Linked DNA regions of Mus musculus: region 2 is linked to region 1. Evidence: chromatin contacts called from public Hi-C data. All regions are on one chromosome and are shown on one strand. Each heading gives the region's core, a stretch centred on a gene start, on an enhancer-like site or on the middle of the called end of the contact. The rest is flanking DNA. Distances are from core to core; before and after follow the strand shown. Region 1 overlaps A930011G23Rik (RIKEN cDNA A930011G23 gene). Region 2 overlaps A930011G23Rik (RIKEN cDNA A930011G23 gene).

Region 1 (4,000 bases), core at 700-3,199:
TACATAGTAACAAGCTTCTGTATGATACTGATGACCACAAATTCAGAATGTGAAAATATCAGTCATATGCAATAAATACCTGTAATTTCCCTTTAAACACAATAGAAACAAAACTTTCCCCATGGCTGCTGCGAGTTGACCAAAACACCTTTTTGGGCAGCCATGTAGGTCAGTATATATGTCAGGTCCTAGGTCGTGGTAGTTGGAAGTTTAGGCAACTATAATTGATAGTCTTTCCAATGAGACTAGTCTAAAGGGAACATTTTACACCATATACAACACAACCGTTGTAGAACGGTCAGAGGAAACAGAAAAAGACTCCTCAGCCCCAATCAATATGCACATATCTCCTCATAATATATGTAGATGGCATAATATAAGTATACAAATGTCTTATGCCATTTCACTCATTCATTCATTCATTCATTCATGGGATGGTATTAGACACTTCGTTTCAGGCATTAAGCTAGATTCTGGGGATTAATACAGTTGTGAGCAAATCAGAAGGAGTTTGCTTTTACGGTGTATATAACAGTATGAAGACAGCTATATTAAATAAGATAATACCTTAGAAATACGGAACGAGTGCATGGTTGTACTTTGTGATAAATGCTTAGAAGGAAGATGATGAGGCATCAAGCAAGAGAATGTGACAGCAGGGTCTGACAGAATCAGAGACATGTGTGTGAACTGAGAGAGCAGCTGCTGCCTCAGCACAAGGGCCTGGAGTCAGATTGGTCCTATAGCAAAGACCACCAAAACCACGGCCCTTGCTGCGGAGGGCCAACCATGCCACGACACCACGATAGGTGTGGTCTTATTTAGTCCTCACAGTGGACCCGCCAGTCTCCTAGTGCTGAGGTTCTGATCCAGATCTGCCTATCTTCTGTTCTCTATGAGACATTAGACAACCACCAAAGGTGGTCAAAGAGTGGTCAAGCTGCATGGCAAGTCTCAAGTCATCAGGCCTCCTACAAACGCTTCAGAGTACAGACACAAGGCCAACGCTCCAGGTCAACAAACCAGCTGACAGCAGAGTTGGGTCTGGGACTTGAGTCCCAGTTTGGAGTTCTTCTTATTTTACCTGTTGCCTTGTATGTTATAATCATTTGTACCTAACTAGGATTTTAATATTTAATTGATTAGCCATGCTAGAATTTTTTTTATTGGTTGGTGTAGTCTCTTGGACTAGTCCTAGTTAGTAAACTATTTGCTTTCCTGCTCTTATTTTTAACGCCCCCCCCTTTTTTAAAAATCATTACATCAAACAAGCTGGGCACAGTGGTGCACATCTTTAATCCCAGCACGCTGGAGCCTGCGGCAGGCAGGTCTCTGTCAGTTTGAAGCCAGTTGTCTACATAGTGAGTTCCAGAATAGGCAAAGGTGCATAATAGAGAGAACTTATTTCAAAAGGACCAAAAGGAAGGAAAGAAAGAAAGAAAAAAAAAAGAAGGAAGGAAGGAAAGGAAAGGAAAGGAAAGGAAAGGAAAGGAAAGGAAAGGAAAGAAGAAAAGCATTACAACAAACATAAGAAGTAGTGGAATATAATCTTGGAATAGAATTCCATTGCAAATAGAAGACTTCAAAGAGATGATATACATATAATCAAATGCTCCAGACTGATATTCTTCAAAGTCTATTCTGTGCCTGTCTCTTCTGGTATGTGTATACACTCACTCAATCACATCCAGTCAGTCTTCCTCACACACACTTTCACATACACCACCCCTTCTTCTCTGTCACTAGACAGAGAAATAAGCTGTAAATCCACTATACCTTGGGATATACCTGTCTCTATGCCTAAAGGTGTCATGTGCAGAAAAAGATATACTTTTGGGTTAGTTACACTTGAATGTGAAACTTGAGACCAAAAAGCTCTATTCATGTCATGTTGGGAGACTGAACCACAGGACTTTTAGCTGTTTATGAGGTAATTATTTTATACCACAAAGCTATTTTGACCATGAACTGACTCATATGGGTGTACTAAATGAAGTATTAGGGACACAAAATACATTTAGAAATGACACTTGGCTGTGATTATGTATGACATATAGCAGGGACATGGGATGTGGGAGGGGAGAGAGAAGCTAGTCGTCCATGAAGGCTTGGCATCATGTCTGGACTTTACAGATTTAAAATAAGGCTTAAAAGAGAAGCCATCTTCATACTATGCACACATGTGCATTCACACTCCTACCCTTGCACCATGAGGTGAAGAGAGGAGACAGCAGCTGGGGAAGACTGGACTGGGTGTAAGACCGTAAAGCTTTTGAGAACTGTGAAGTGAGAATCAAACTGTTAGAAGACCAAGTGTCACTCTGCCCTGATGTCCCGTTCCACACCAGCTTATATAGAAAAGGTTCAAGTAACAGTTAAGATTTGATTATCTTTTTTTAAGCCCTGGTCCTTACTCCTGTCTTAACTATTGTGAATCCAATATTCATAATGTCAAGATTAGAACATATATTGTGCCAGAGTTACTCTAACTTGCAGATATTGCCCTAAATTAACTATTTTATTTTCCTATTTGTGTTTCCGACTTCCTGTTTCCAAGACCAGGAACTTTAACCAGACCAGAAAATAATCATCACATAATATTTTGTCCCATAGGAAAAAATTGTTTTCCGTGAATTGAGTGCAAATTAATCAGAATTTTATGCTTAAAATATCTTTCACAAGTGTTTTCAAAACTATCCTGAGTTTTAATATCCCTTAAAGAAACTTAATATCCCTTTAAATAAGAATATCGGAGAGAAATAGAACCCTCCCTGGACTACATTCTCTCACCACATTGTCATACTTCCTGCTCAGAGCATTCCTGGGGCCTCATCTCACCCTACCTTTGGAGGCCTTCTAAGGTTGCCTGTCCCTTTAGGGAACTGGAAGCTAGCATGGTGACAAAGCTTTCAGAAATGCTCAGGATTGCCTCATGACCTGAGTTCAATCCTCAGACCTTCCCTGGCAAACATGGAACACTGACTCCTGCCAGGTGTCCTCCACACACACGTGCACCCACACACACGTGCACCCACACGATTAATGAATAAAAAATGTAAAGCATCTTCATAAGGCTATATGTAAGTTTATGGGGATTGGTAGACTCAGCTCTTTAAGCAGTGGAGACTCCCCTATCAGACTATACTGATCATCCTAAAGTCTTTGTATAGCGTTTGTAAGTTCTTCCTAACATGGGGTGCCTGGAGACCCAAACAACGCTTGTGTATGGAGGCCTCTTCAGTCTGGTTTTTGTAGGGATGAAGTAAAGGAAGGACTGTAGTTCTGAAGACTAGGGTCTGAAGGCTTCTGAAGACTGGAAGAGAGATGAGCTTGGCTGTCAGCCTAGGACAGGCAGACAGCCCGAGTTGCATCCTCCTCCAGAGGAGATAATGACCCACTCAGTGAGCCTGCCACCCACTGGACAGAATTTCACCACACTTTTCGGGATTGAGAATGTCCCGGCTCTATTAGCATCTTCTCTGGCAATGGGAAGACTACCTACTGCTACATCTTTAAACCGGAAACAATTTCCTAGATTAAAAGTGACACAGGTTTTAATATCCCTTAAAGGAATTTAATATCCCTTTAAATAAGAATATCAGAGAGAAATAGAACCCTCCCTGGGCTACATTCTCTCACGCCTCTGTCATACTTCCTACTCAGAGCGTTCCTGGGGCAAGTTTCAGTCTACCTCTGGAGGTCTTCTAAGGATGCCTGTCCCTTTAGGGAACTGGAAACTGGCATGGTGACAAAGCTCTCAGAAATGCTTGTCCCTTTTTCTTTCCTGTCAAGCATCTCTGAACAGTGCATCACACCTAGATCTGCCATAGTAAGTTCCGCTGCATCTTGAAGGTGTCATTGAGTGGCCTACCCCTTGGAGAAGACCCACTGATTCCCATCAGTGTCTGACTAAAGCCAACATAGAGGAGAGAAAGGGCTAACAGCCTTGATCAAAGGCAGAGATGGCCTAAGCCGGATGCAGGCAGTTGTCAGGAGTAAA
Region 2 (4,445 bases), core at 1,617-4,116, 150 kb before region 1:
TTTCCTTCCTCCTTTACTGTACACAAAGCAGATGCACAAACTGAGTGGTCCTGAAGCTAAGTTGCACTGTGATCTGTAGACTTGTTTCCTGGGAATGCTCATGCTCCGTGGGAGTTCGCATGCTCCATTTTCAACACCACTGAAAGGGAAGTCAAATAAGGTAGGCAAAGGAGTCACTTTATCCTTAAAGCCTCAAACAAAATAATTTTGGCATTGTACTTAGTCTAATGGAAAGAGGACTCACTATTGATGGTCATTTGTCAAATCTCCTGGAACCACAGCGGTGGAGATTAGTAAATGGGAGGTTTTCTGGGAGTGTTCTCAGAAAAGCTGACAGGAAAGGAGTGATATTATGTCTTTACTCATCACCAGGTTCATGGTGATAACCTATATAATATACAGAGATAATATATCTATATATAAAATATATACACTATATGTAATATAATATATCACTATATTATATATGTTGTATATATATGTATAGTATATGCATATAATATGTATGGTATACTATATATAGCATATATGTGTGTATATATATATATATGTACTATATATACATATACATACTAGGTAGACATTCTATATATACAATATATTGTAAATACTTTATATATACACTGTATATACATATATGGTATGCATACATATATATGTACATATACTATTATGTATATACTATATGTGTGTATATACAGTGTAGTATATGTATAAAGTATATATATGGTATAGTATACTTATATATGCTATATCTATATATCTTATCACTATATAGTATATATACTATATATAGTATATGTATATTATTATATAATATAGATAGTATATAGTGATATAATATATAGATCCCTATAACAAAAGCTACAAGGAGAAAATACACAGTAAGTTCACATGACTAGGACATAGGACAAGCTCTGCTGCGATGGATGCTCATGCAGAAGTACGGTGTGACAAACGGGTGAGAGCTAATGGAAACAAGCTGGAGCAGAGGGAAGTGTAACAAGACTGCAGATTCTTTGGTTGTGTCTGTGTGACATTCTTCCCTGTCACCTGAAAGCCTTTAGTGAAGAAAGGGTGGGACCCTTAAAATGAGAGACTTTTCCTGTTTTGTGGGTTTTCTTAGCCTCCTTCAGTTTACTCTGTGCAGTCTGCTAAAGTGCTCTGTCTCTGGGCCTCTAATTTGGAACGGGACAGGACCAACATCTAGGTAAAGACAGGTGGAAGTGGGGTAGCCTCTTCCAACACAGGCTTCAGCTATTCCTTGGAGTGTTTGGAAATGATGGGCAGTATATGGAATTGCCCCATCTTGAGAAAATTGTCCCCAAAGTTTGTTTGTATCTTGAGTTTTAGAGGAATGGCAGACAGCCTGGTCTAGGCTGCCCTGTTTGCTTGACTCCTATAGAGTGATTTATTGGATCTCCATTACCTGCCAGCATTCCAAGTGGCGTTAGTGGTCCGGCATCACAGCAGCTGCACGGTACCAATCCACCATGATACTGGCTGGGTAATTCAAGGACTCAGCCAAAGAGGAGAAACCCACAGAGTGATGAATGTAGCCCCGGGTACTTTCTATTTCAGTGCAAGTATATGAATGTATATTTACTGGCCACTCTTTTAGTTATGGGTACATGAGCATTATTTTAATGTGGTCCTATATTTGGTGGTCTGTATCCTATAAGAATGATGTAAGTCACTATGTGACATAGGCTGCTAACTCAGAGCTGCTTATGAAACACGATTGTCTCTTTTATATATAATTTGAAAGTAATGTTTTCCAGTGGTGTGCCATCATTATGTTGAAGTTCTTAAATCAGCCTTTATAGGTTGTTAGACTGCAGATACACACGTTTTAGGGCACTGAATTTTCTACAAACCTCATAGGCTAAGGCAGCTGCAGTCTTTCTCACTGGTGCCTGGATCCTCATGACCCCCACTTCAGCTCCTCTCTCTGATTGTCACCTGGACCCACCTCCCTGTGACCAGCTCTACATTTCTCTTGCCTCTGTATTCATTTTCCAGCTTTAGGTATTTTCTCCTGATAACCCACTGTGGAAACTGGAATTTGAGTTTCAATACCTGTTTCCCTTGCTGTCATCCAAACATGGATCTAACACTGACCCATTTGCCATCATTTAAGCAGACTCACAGTTTAAGACTACACTAACTTCCCCGTGTACACTTTTGGGGGTTTTGTTCTGTTTGCTTTATTAAAAAATAAAAATTATAAAGAACTCTTTCTGCCCTGGCTTCTTTGGCTGAGAGGGGACAATGTATGCTGAGAGGTGTGCAAGTGGGGATTATCAAATTTCATTTACTTTGGTTTTTGTGTATCACTCCCTGATTCCCTTCAAGGCTTCTACAGAGCTCTGTGTAGTCTTTCAATATCTTTGGCTCCTTACTTAGTATGCAGTGAACATGGTGAAAATACACGGAGCCAACACTCCAGACTGTTGTATGAACAACAAAATCATTTTGCAGAGAAAGCAATGCATTCAGGACTCTAAATAAGACTACCCAATTGCATGAACTTGAGCTACCATACCGAGTTGCTGTTTTATAATCTAAAATGAAAGAACTTGATTTGATAATCCCTCGGGTCTCTTCCAGCAATAGGATTCTATTATGAAGTCAAAGATACACACACAAAAAAATGATAAGATTGTAGTAATTGTAACTGCTCCCACCATGGCCACTGCCTCAGAGGGCCACAGAACAACTGACTAGCCATCAGTGAGTGCGATTATGGTGACATCTCTCAGTGGGGTAAGGGAAAATTTGGTTAAATTATTCCCAGCAGTGGTCCAACCCTTCAGGACACCTGGCTGTAGTTTAGGGACCTACCACTAAATGTCGCTATAGGTCGCGTCTCTAAGAGGTCAGAGCAGTGTCTCAGGAGCAGTGTCTCAGGGCTGCTACACCTGACCTGTTAGGACTGCTGGCTAACTCCTCCACTGGGGACTCTGTGCTCCATCTAATGGATGACTGTGAGCATCCACTTCTGTATTAGTCAGGCACAGAGTCCCCAATGAAGGAGCTAGAGAAAGTACCCAAGGAGCTGAAGGGGATTGCAGACCCCTAGAAGGAACAACAATATGAACTAACCAGTAACCCCAGAGCTCTCTGGGACTAAACCATCAACCAAAGAAAACACACGGAGAGACTCATGGCTCTAGCTGCATATGTAGCCGAGGATGGCCTAGTGGATCATCAATGGGAGGAGAGGCCCTTGGTCCTGTAAAGGTCCCCTATGCCCCAGTATAGGGGAATGCCAGGGCCAGAAAGCAGGAATAGGTGGGTTGGTGAGCAGGGGGAGGGGGAGAAGATAGGGGATTTTCGGAGGGGAAACTAGGAAAGAGGTAACATTTGAAATGAAAATAAAGAAAATATCTAATTAAAAAAAAAAGAAGTGCTGGCTAAGTTTCTGTTAGATTTAGAAGTACCTGCTTTCTGTGCTCAAATTCAACCACGGGGTGAGATGGAAATCAAGAGTGGCTCTGAGACAAAAGAGGTGAACCCTCAAATACAGCTCCCCCATACACTCTCTTTCCTCCAGCACCACCCTCCCACAGACACTTGTTACTGCTGTGAACTAGATAAACCAGAGCTTAAAGGTACTCTCAGTGGAGAAACTGCTCTGCTCTGGCTCTGGCTCTCGTCTTCCTGACTTCTCTCTCAAGAAGACAACAAAAGTTGCAAGAAGAAATATAGTCTCTATGTATGTAAAATTCAGGACACTTACTGCATTTTCCTAATGAAAAGATGACCATGTTTTCATATTTTCTATATGTTGTCATGGCAACACACAATGGGCTATGAACAGTGGTCTCTCGTTTGACAAAATATTGTATCTCCATGGGATATGGTATTTATTTTATTATTTAATCTATTAGGGGCTTATCTGAGCTGTTGTGGACATTATTTGATGGATGAAGTCTGGTTGTCTTAAGAGACTCTGAAGGAAAGAGAGCAACATTTGTTCAGTCTGCGGAGTTGCCTGCACCATGCACTTTGCATCTGCAACTGTATTTAATGCTACAAACACTGGGAGGTGACCACATTGGTTTTCATTTCCAGTCGAAGAAACAGAGGGCCAGAGGTTTAATAATGAAGGTCTGTCTTTGGAGCTGAATAGTTTTGTGCTTCTGATTAACTATACCTTTTCTGTTAATTTGCATGTATGTTTTAGGGTTCGTTGTGTCTTTTACAGATGATATTTTTTCTAATACAGAGAACTCATCCATCTTTTGACAATGTTGAGCAGTTATGGCTGCCCTTCAAAATGTAGAATTCTTTGATTAAACAACATAATGTTAGTTGTTCTGAGTTCCAGCCCCAATCTTTGTGATATAAAGTGGGTCTTAAAGTTTCCCCGAGGTGCATTTACTCTGGAGAATAAACAGAAGACAGAATGGGTACAGAATTGTGGTTTGATACACCATGTT

Evidence for each region. A called contact is a pair of places that touch in the nucleus more often than the background predicts.
Region 2: a Hi-C map of bone marrow-derived macrophages shows a contact between it and region 1, with 5 times the contacts expected there. The contact joins two enhancer-like sites. A contact is called at or near these places in 12 of 484 Hi-C or Micro-C datasets (B cells, the HL-1 cell line, Sertoli cells and 6 more) and 1 of 115 datasets of contacts at active chromatin or transcription factors (bone marrow-derived dendritic cells).

The regions. Positions count from the first base shown.
Region 1 is chr5:99,422,875-99,426,874 of GRCm38.p6, reverse strand. All of the region lies in intron 2 of A930011G23Rik (RIKEN cDNA A930011G23 gene), which reads left to right. Among named protein-coding and RNA genes, the nearest start is that of Gm35314, 58 kb to the right of the region's middle. Within about 2 kb of position 1,949, at least 4 of the 459 cell types and tissues checked have an H3K27ac peak or open chromatin away from gene starts, as enhancers often do. A contact at or near this core is called in bone marrow-derived macrophages, where this site is marked.
Region 2 is chr5:99,577,327-99,581,771 of GRCm38.p6, reverse strand. All of the region lies in intron 1 of A930011G23Rik (RIKEN cDNA A930011G23 gene), which reads left to right. Among named protein-coding and RNA genes, the nearest start is that of 4930405H06Rik, 35 kb to the left of the region's middle. Within about 2 kb of position 2,866, at least 3 of the 459 cell types and tissues checked have an H3K27ac peak or open chromatin away from gene starts, as enhancers often do. A contact at or near this core is called in bone marrow-derived macrophages, where this site is marked.